Regions from separate parts of the Rattus norvegicus genome. Here all the other regions are linked to region 1. A link is a contact called in public Hi-C data. All regions are on one chromosome and are shown on one strand. The core of a region is the stretch at or near the end of the contact, and the rest is flanking DNA. Distances in the headings are between cores, read along the strand shown. Region 1 has its middle 28 kb from the start of Ccnl1. Region 2 holds the start of Ssr3 (signal sequence receptor subunit 3). Region 3 overlaps Kcnab1 (potassium voltage-gated channel subfamily A regulatory beta subunit 1).

Evidence for each region. A called contact is a pair of places that touch in the nucleus more often than the background predicts.
Region 2: a Hi-C map of liver shows a contact between it and region 1, with 4 times the contacts expected there. The contact joins the promoter of Ssr3 here to the enhancer-like site in region 1. A contact is called at or near these places in 5 of 12 Hi-C or Micro-C datasets (the A7r5 cell line, hepatocytes, liver and 2 more).
Region 3: a contact with region 1 is called in a Hi-C map of the Rat2 cell line, with 10 times the contacts expected there. The contact joins two enhancer-like sites. A contact is called at or near these places in 5 of 12 Hi-C or Micro-C datasets (the A7r5 cell line, the Rat2 cell line, Schwann cells and 2 more).

Annotation. Positions count from the first base shown.
Region 1 is chr2:152,478,051-152,480,880 of GRCr8, forward strand. No RefSeq gene overlaps it. Among named protein-coding and RNA genes, the nearest start is that of Ccnl1, 28 kb to the right of the region's middle. Within about 2 kb of position 1,556, at least 60 of the 93 cell types and tissues checked have an H3K27ac peak or open chromatin away from gene starts, as enhancers often do. A contact at or near this core is called in the A7r5 cell line, hepatocytes and liver, where this site is marked.
Region 2 is chr2:151,933,855-151,936,658 of GRCr8, forward strand. Ssr3 (signal sequence receptor subunit 3) reads right to left here and starts at 1,308. Exons shown (of 5, transcript NM_031120.3): 1 at 1,154-1,308; 2 at 46-172. The coding sequence starts at 1,286.
Region 3 is chr2:151,894,347-151,897,196 of GRCr8, forward strand. Kcnab1 (potassium voltage-gated channel subfamily A regulatory beta subunit 1) reads left to right here. Exons shown (of 14, transcript NM_017303.3): 9 at 2,695-2,780. Among named protein-coding and RNA genes, the nearest start is that of Ssr3, 39 kb to the right of the region's middle. Within about 2 kb of position 1,560, at least 13 of the 93 cell types and tissues checked have an H3K27ac peak or open chromatin away from gene starts, as enhancers often do.

The sequences.
Region 1 (2,830 bases), core at 306-2,805:
GGCTCACCTTCCTAGGCCTCTTGCTGAAGCTCCTCCACCTGCCTCAGGCCTGGCTCTGCTTTGCCACCAACTCCTTCCTCCCACAACTTTTTTGACTCCTTCTTTTAAAAAAAATAATAATAATGAAATGGGTCTGGAGAAATAGTTCAATGGTTCCCAGCACCCTCATGGTAGCTCACAGCCATCTATAACTCCAGTTTCAAGGGTTCTGATATCTTTTGGCCTCCAAGGGACTGCAAACATGTGGTGCACAGCCGTATATGCGCACAAAACACGCACACATTTTTTATCTAGAAACTCAAGGGCTGGAGAGATGACTCAGTGGTTAAGAGCACTGACCGTTCTTCCAGAGGTCCTGAGTTCAAATCCTAGCAACCACAGGGTGGCTCACAACCATCTGTAATGAGATCTGATGCCCTCTTCTGGTGTGTCTGAAGACAGCTACAGTGTACTTATATATAAAATAAATAAATCTTTTAAAATATTAAAACATCTCTAAGTATTCTGTAGTGTTCAAGTTGAAAAAAAAATCAAAACAAACTAGCCTAGGCTGCTTCTTGCTGTACACACGTCAGAGTTAGATGACAGTTATGTACCCCCTAAGGAAATAAACAATACTACTTTCATTTTTCGTGTAGGTTTAACATCCCCTTCACTTTCTCAGAAAGAAATTAAACACTAGTATCTGTGTGGTAAGATAGCGTCTCATAGTGTCCAGACTCCGGCAAGGATTTTGCCCTTCTTGCTGGTTTTCCTATCTCCTGGGTGTGTGTGCAGCTGAGAGAGAAGGGGTGGGGGTGGGGGAGATGACACTCCGAAGAGGAGAGGGAAAATTGGGGGAAGAGGCACACACACACACACACACACACACACACACACACACACACACACACACACACACAGCGCAGACCTATTGTTCCAGAGGTGGCGGCTACACTCTTTGGGGCAGTACCCTGGATCTTCCTTTCAGGGAGCAGAGAATTGCTTCCCCATTTAGTGCCTGTGTTTTGTTTGTTTTCTGGCCTTTTCTTCTTCGTAAATCAATCGCCTTTCCTGATCACTCGGCCTGTGCAACACATATTCCTCCCTGTCTGGTCAGCTAAGTGAGCTGCCCCCTTTGTGCTCGGTTCCTGAGGGAGGGAACTAAGCGAATCTCCCACCTGCACAGGGTCAGAGAAAGCGTGAACAAGGACAAGGACGTGCTTGGCCCCGAGGGAGGCAGAGTGAGGGGGATCTGGGTCTGAGTCTAGAACACAGTCTCCTCCGGTGAAGTGTAAAGGGTAGAGCTAAGCCGTGGAGCCCTTGAAGCTACGGCTTGCCGGTGTGCAAGGAAGGACTGAGCTGGGCGACATTATAAAAACTACCGCTGTCTGCCTGGTTTCTGCGCTCACCTACCTCACAGAACCCGGCTTATCCAAGGCTCTGAGAGAGGAGTTTTCCAGGAGCAGCCAGGATCCTGGTGGGCTCCGCCTCTGCCACTCTGTGACCTCATATAGCACTAACCCTCCCAGGGTAATTCTCCAATCCTTGGCCCCCGGAGTGGGGCAATAACTCCTGCCCCACCCTCCAGTTTCCTGGGACTGAAGTGAGAAGCAAAACCAACACTGTGAGGAAACACGGTCTGAAGCCAAAGCCCTTTGTGAGTCAGAGGTGGAGTCTCCTGTCTTTCCCCATAGTTTACCAGCCAACCCCCAACCCCACCCCAACCCCGTCCAACTAACTAGCCACAAGCAATGGTGACCGCGTGCTGTCCCCTAGTGGCCAAACTGCACCCAATTCATTTCAGTAATCTTTCCAAGTCCCCTAAGAATACAAGAACACTTGGCGTGTATCTTTTTCTGTTAATACTGAGCCATCATTTGGAGAGACGCTCGAGTAGATCAGAACTGTGTGGCCCATAGCTGCTGGGAGCACTCCGAGAGCTTCCTCAGATGTGATCTTACTAGCTGCTCACTGCCTCGAGCTAGGACTGCCTCGTGTGAACCTGGACTGTCACATACATGCTGGGAAGGGAAGAAGAACAGCTTTGTTTAAAACAAAACAAAACAAACAAACAAACAAAACAAAAAAACCCACACAATAAAACAAAAAACCAAAACACGCAGCCTTTGCCTTCACATCTGTGCGATAATCTGGTCAACAGTCGCCCTCTAGTGTCGGTGAATGTAACTGAAAATTCATGCCCTTTGACCGGATCACGTGCTTTCCCTTAGCCTCTGAAGTAGATTTACAGTGAATCAACCCCCTCTCCTCACCTCCCCTTCCCTCTGCTCCACCTTTTCCCTTTCCCTCCTCTTCCTCATTCTCTCCCCCACACACTTGTTGTTTTTAAGTGCGGAGGGAAGTAAGGTCTCATTATATAGTTCACGTGGGCTTTGAACTTTCCTCAGCCTTGAGAGAGCTATGGTCACATGTGAGCATCACCCTGTCCAGAACAGTCACTTCATTATACCCCTTGTCATTCAATCGATTCTCAGATTTGAGTAGTTTCCTTTTATTTGTTTTGGTTTTGTTTTGTTTTTGTTTTTTGTTTTTTGTTTGTTTGTTTGTTTGTTTTTTCCGGAGCTGAGGACCGAACCCAGGGCCTTGCGCTTGCTAGGCAAGCGCTCTACCACTGAGTTAAATCCCCAACCCTGAGTAGTTTCTTTTTAAAACTCTGCTCCTGGCCTAATGACTGCTATGGGCACAGGCTCTTGAGCAGATAGCATCATGGGCTTCAGATACCCATAACAGATCAAGGGAGAATCTTGTCAACTTGGTGCCAAGTATTGTATGGCCTTCATAACAACGGCAAGCACAGCACAGAATAGCTTGAGAGGGGCTGACCGAG
Region 2 (2,804 bases), core at 58-2,557, 540 kb before region 1:
CCCTCCCATAAATATGCAGGTTGGGGTTGGGGTTAGGGTACTTACTTGTGCTTGAGAACAAATTTTACATTCTTGTATGCAAAGGCTACCAAGTAAGTGCTTACTAACGTCATCACGCTGTACAGAACAGCAGACTGGATAAGATCCATATGCCATATTCTCCAGTACAACCCTGAGGTAAGACAAAAGGAAGGGACACAACACATTACGACCCCTTTACACCTGCCTGCCAGAGTTAACTCCAGCTAAACCAGGTAAATGAGAGTCAGTAAATCCTACCCAGTATCTGAGGAACTTCACTAGAGGTGAGATAGCCAATACACTGGGTTAGTCCCAGAGTTCAGGGCTTTCCCGGTTCAGAAAGTTAGGTTGTGGGGACATTGCTAGTCTAGAAATTTCTTCATCTTCTGACTTGAGAACAAACTGAGAGGGGAGAGATCACAAATAAGAATAAAGATTTCATTCATGGAATGCTAGTAAGTTAAAATACAGGCCATTTTAAGTCAAATACTGTCTGTCCCAAATCACTGGTTAACTTGCTGACGTGGCTGCTCTGAAATCAAAACAATGCATGGTCGGGCCAGTGAACCAGGGGGCTCCACACCACATTCACTGCACGCTGAGCTTTTAAAACGGCCACAATAACAAAATACGTTTGGACGTGATTGGCCAGCAACATTGTGGCAGCGTGGGTCAGGAGATGGGAAACTCGGAAAACCTGAGCTTGGAAACAGTCTTAGCCTTCAGGTTGACAGTTTCTCATTCAAAGTCTCGAGTTGCTCTCTGGGAGTTATTGAAATCCTAAACAAGGCTGACCGCGGACCTCTAGCACAGCCTAACCTGTCATTCTGCACGTCAAAAGGATGCTCAGGGATGAGGGGAGTCACGTTGCTAATTCAGTGAAGGTTATTGGTGGGTCTCCCACTGGCTCACTAAAGACCTCGTAGTGTCAAAGTGTTGTGAGGGGAAGGACAGTGTACCAATGAGCGAATCCCGGCCAGAACCCGCGCCCGGCTCAGAAGTCCGCGGCAAGTGAGTTCCCGAGGACGCCGCCGCACCCCCCCCCCCCCTCCGCCCCGACACTAGGCCTCCCCGCCGCCTCTGGCCTCCCCCACCGCGCCCGCCACGTCCCCGCCGCCTGCCCGAGGCTCACAGATGGGAATGGCAGACACGATGAACGCATTCCCGAAGAACAGCGCCGACGATTTGGCGGACAGGTTGCGGCTGAAATCCTGAAGGAGCAGGTCCTCCTCGGACTGCTGCTTGGAGCCGCCTTTGGGAGCCATTGCGGAGCAAAAGACTTGAGGATGGGAGCAGGGAGACAGGGAAGACTCAGAAGGCCGCGTCTACGTCCGCCCCAGCCGCGTATCCGCCCGCGACCCGTCAGCGCAACGCGAAGGCGGGTCTCCGCAGGGCACGCTACTTTAGGATTGGCCAGCCTGCCGTCGCTTCACAAGCCTCAAAACACGATTGGATAGGTAGACAAGACTTCCGCATCCTTCAGGGTACGTGGCTCTCAACGCCACAAGGAATGGCGGGATTTGTAGTTTAGTGTATATTTATGGACCTCAGGTAACTAAAGCTGATTTCCAATTCACCTGCCTCAGTCTCCAGAGGCAGGCTTGGTTAACTGACATGAGCAACCGTGCAAGCAGTACTCTGTTTTAACTAACTAACTTTATTGGTATTTCATTTCATATGTGCACTTTTTATTTCTTTTTAAGTTTATTACACTGATTGAATGATTGTTTCATTGATTGATGATTAATTGATTGATTAGTTGGTTGGAAGGCCGTGCCACAAAGTTGTCAGAACACAGCTTGAGGAAGTTAGTTCTCTACTTTTACTTTCTGGGTCCCAGAGATTGAACCAAATTGTCAGGTTTGTGTCTTTACCCTCTCAGCCATCTGCATGGCCTAAAGTTTGGTTTTTTTATTATTACATCATCATCATCATCATCATCATCATCATCATCAAATGGTGAACCTGAAGGTGACAGACAGGCCCTAGTCTCTTGGGCATGGGCTCTATTCACCCAAGAAACAGACATAAGGAAGTCACTAAAACCATGATGATCTTCAAATGGTGATAACATTCAATACTTGCCTCATGCCTTTACAAATTTCTACCATTTTGTTTCTTTCTATTTCAGCTTGAACCTTTTTAAAGTAGCATTCCACCAGTGTTCCAAATGACACTGAAGACCTCTGGCAGGACTCCTCTGAAGCCGGAAAGGCAATATTAGCACAGATGCCATTTTAACTGACTAGCTGGTTGCGTTTTTCTTTCAAAAGACAAACACAACCACATCCCTTCCCAGCAAGTGTTTTTCTTCACTACAATGCTGTAAACATTACACTGCACAGGGCAAAACTTCCTCAACCTCCGGCTTCCTCTTAGCAGTCTGTAGATAGCACTTTCCCTTTGCTTTATCTAAATGGCATTGATCTACAGAGCAAGGATCCTCACTGTGCTTTTTATCTTCAGTCTTTTTTTCAATTGGTTCTCCACACAGATTCTTCAATACGTTTTCCTGAAATATAAGTCCATCTATTCTCAACAGCAAGTGTCCTCAATTTCATCACCAAAGAAATAAGTAAATAAATAAGAACCATCTAGCGAATTTTCAAGCAAACTGCAAGTGCTCACTTCAGAATCTCTGGGTCCACTCCTGCTGCTGCTGCTGGGTTTTTCTCTGCGTGAATGGGAATGATAGAAAACAAAACTTTTCTCCATTCTTTGCTCCCTAGATTTTCCTGCTTTAGCAAACCACACCCATTTTATTCCTTTGCATTGGTTAAAAG
Region 3 (2,850 bases), core at 310-2,809, 580 kb before region 1:
CACACACCAGTGTCCAGCAGCGGCCACTCATTATCTCAAGTATCCGGCCACTTCAGCTCCACATCCCCTCCAGTTCCTAACAAACAAAGGTTTTCTACCATTTCTGTCTTCGCTACAAACAGTCAGATATCTGGGAGAAGACCTTGATTCCTTCTTGCCCACTAGGTAGCACACTCAGTCTTAATTACCAAAACCCAACTGCAGGCCACCCTTGCAACATGACAGATGGTTCCCAGAGGCCTGTACTCCAGGGCTTCCTCTTCCACTGATTCTTCACAACACAGGCAGGGATGGCCTTCTGAGAAGCAAACTGCAATGAGATGTCTCTCATTCCCTCGCCTAAAAATGGCAACAACCCACCTTTTCCATACAGTTTGGTTCGTTGTCCTCTGGCAACATTATCTCTCTCCTGCCCTTCCGTGCTGGACTTCTGCTACCTGCCGTCCTTTCCCTGGAATTCACTGTCCTGCCTGCAGGGTCTGCACATGTGTCTATCATCCTACAATGCTATTCTCCCAGGCTTAGTCCAGTTAACTTGTTTCAATGCTTCAACATAATACATGACAGGAAGTGGGACATTCCTAGCCCTAACTCAGTAGATCTTCTCTTTCATTTCCTACCTGGATCTGCTCATGTTTTTCTATAATATTCATATTTTATAATCACTTCTTTATTTCTCCATCCTTGCCACCGAATCCTAAACTCCCCAAGTCTAGGAATTTTACACCAAATGTGTTCAACAAGTAAATGAATGCGTCTTGGAAGACTCACAATTTCCGCTTTAACTGCTCTGGTACAGGCTTCTGTAACGTCACATAGCTTGGCCACAGGGCCTCTCTGTCTTCTTCACCCTGTCTGTAGAGAACAGACGGCCTTCAAATTCATCTTGCTCTCTGTGAACACCTTCAGTGATACCAACACATCTGGCACACCTCGGCATGTCCAGCTCCCAAAGCAACAGGTACCTAAAGAGCATAGTGACTGGAGGAGCTCCCAGCTTGGGGAGAAACAGGAAGGGACAGGAAGGAACTTGTTGCAATGGTGCAGGTGGCTAATTTAGGGCAAAGATGCAAAAAAAATGGCCTCAATTTCCAGAAACCTTTACCATCCCCATTTGTACACTCTTTAAAGAAGGGAAGGTTTCTTACATTTTTATCACATTTATTTAACAAAGGATAAATAAACCTTACAGGTAGGTGCTTTGATAAGATACATGATCACAAGAAAAGGAAGTGTTTAGCTAATAAACCAAATTCTTTGTTAGACGGTAGTGAATAAAAACATTCCCTGTATTCAAAACAAACCAACCAAGGAAACCTTAAAACAATACATGTAAGCCAAATAACGAAGATGGTAAGACCCTGACCTTGGCTCCTTCGATCCAAATCCTACCCGCTATCAACTTAAATACAAATAAGGCTACATCTACTCCAAGCCAGGAACAGTGGCATACAGTTGTAATCATAGCACTCGGGAGTCAGAGACTGGAGGATTGCTGCAAATTCAAGAACAGCCTGTCCTACATAGGTGAATTCCAATCCAGACAAGTAACACAGTGACACTCTGCCTCAAAGAACAAGCACGAAGGAAGAGAGGAAGAGATGAGGCAGGGAAAGGAGAAAAAAGAAAAATGAGAAAAGAACATATCTACCCCAGTTCTACGTTGAGAATTCCCTGCTAAAGGACATTTAATCTTGAGGTATTACTGGGAACAAAACAGCCCAAGACTTTGACCTTTGAAATACATCCAGGAATCTGGCATCCCAGGGGTGTGGTTAACCTGCTTTGTGTAAGCTTTGGAGGGTTTTGCTAACTTGAACTTGAAACTCCTCATGCCTCCTAGTTCTATGTCTCATCTGGCTGGTGCCAAGAGGACTAGCTGAGCTCCACCCTCTGGGGAGAGGAAATGTGATGTTAAGCTGAAAAGAGGCAGATGTGGAAACTGGGTGGGCCCACCAGCAGGCCCTGGTGAGATCAATTACATGGGTGTCCTAGAACAATGTTGGGTTCAAAGTGGCCAAGGACAGGGTGTGTCAAAGTGGGCTTTGAGCCCCTGTGGCCTCAGCTGTTTGTTCTGCACTTTATATGTTTATCTTGCTGCTAGAGTTATTGAGTCATCTCTATTAAATGGCTATTGAGGGAAAGGAACGGCTCTGCAAATCCACCATGCAGAAGAAACAGGCCGTTCGTTCATCCTCTGTGACTCGACATTCTACAGTCATGACAAATGCCTTCCCTCCCTGATCACTTTGTGAACCAGCCACTCAGCTTCGTTTATCAGAACAAGAACCATCAAGGGATGCTATACTAGTAAAGGAAGAACCTGCAATGGTCATTACATGTTTAATACTGTTGAATATTTCTGAAAACTGAAAATGAGTGTCAGTTTACCTAAGAGAACTGTCAAGCTTCCAAACCACTGATGGTGAATGTTGTCACCAGGGCGGAGAGTAATTATAGTAATCAAATGATCACATTAAAATTCTAAATTCTGAAGGGGAGGGAGAGGAGTTAAGGGGAAGCTGGCCTGGAAACTGGGAAAGGGAATAACATTTGAAATGTAAATAAGAAATACCCAATTTAATAAAGATGGGGGGGGAGAAAAAAGAAAAATTCTAAATTCTGGAAAGACGAGGGGGAAACACAACTCTGTAAAGTAGCTGAGTTCATGAAACACTCTTTGCGCTTCTGTAGAAATCGTTCGAGCCATGACGCACGTGATCAACCAAGGCATGGCAATGTACTGGGGCACCTCGAGGTGGAGCGCGATGGAGATCATGGTGAGCTAGTGTCCATTTTTTATGGTTTCCGGGCACCTTGCCATTATGTACCATGTTCAGGTACCATGTT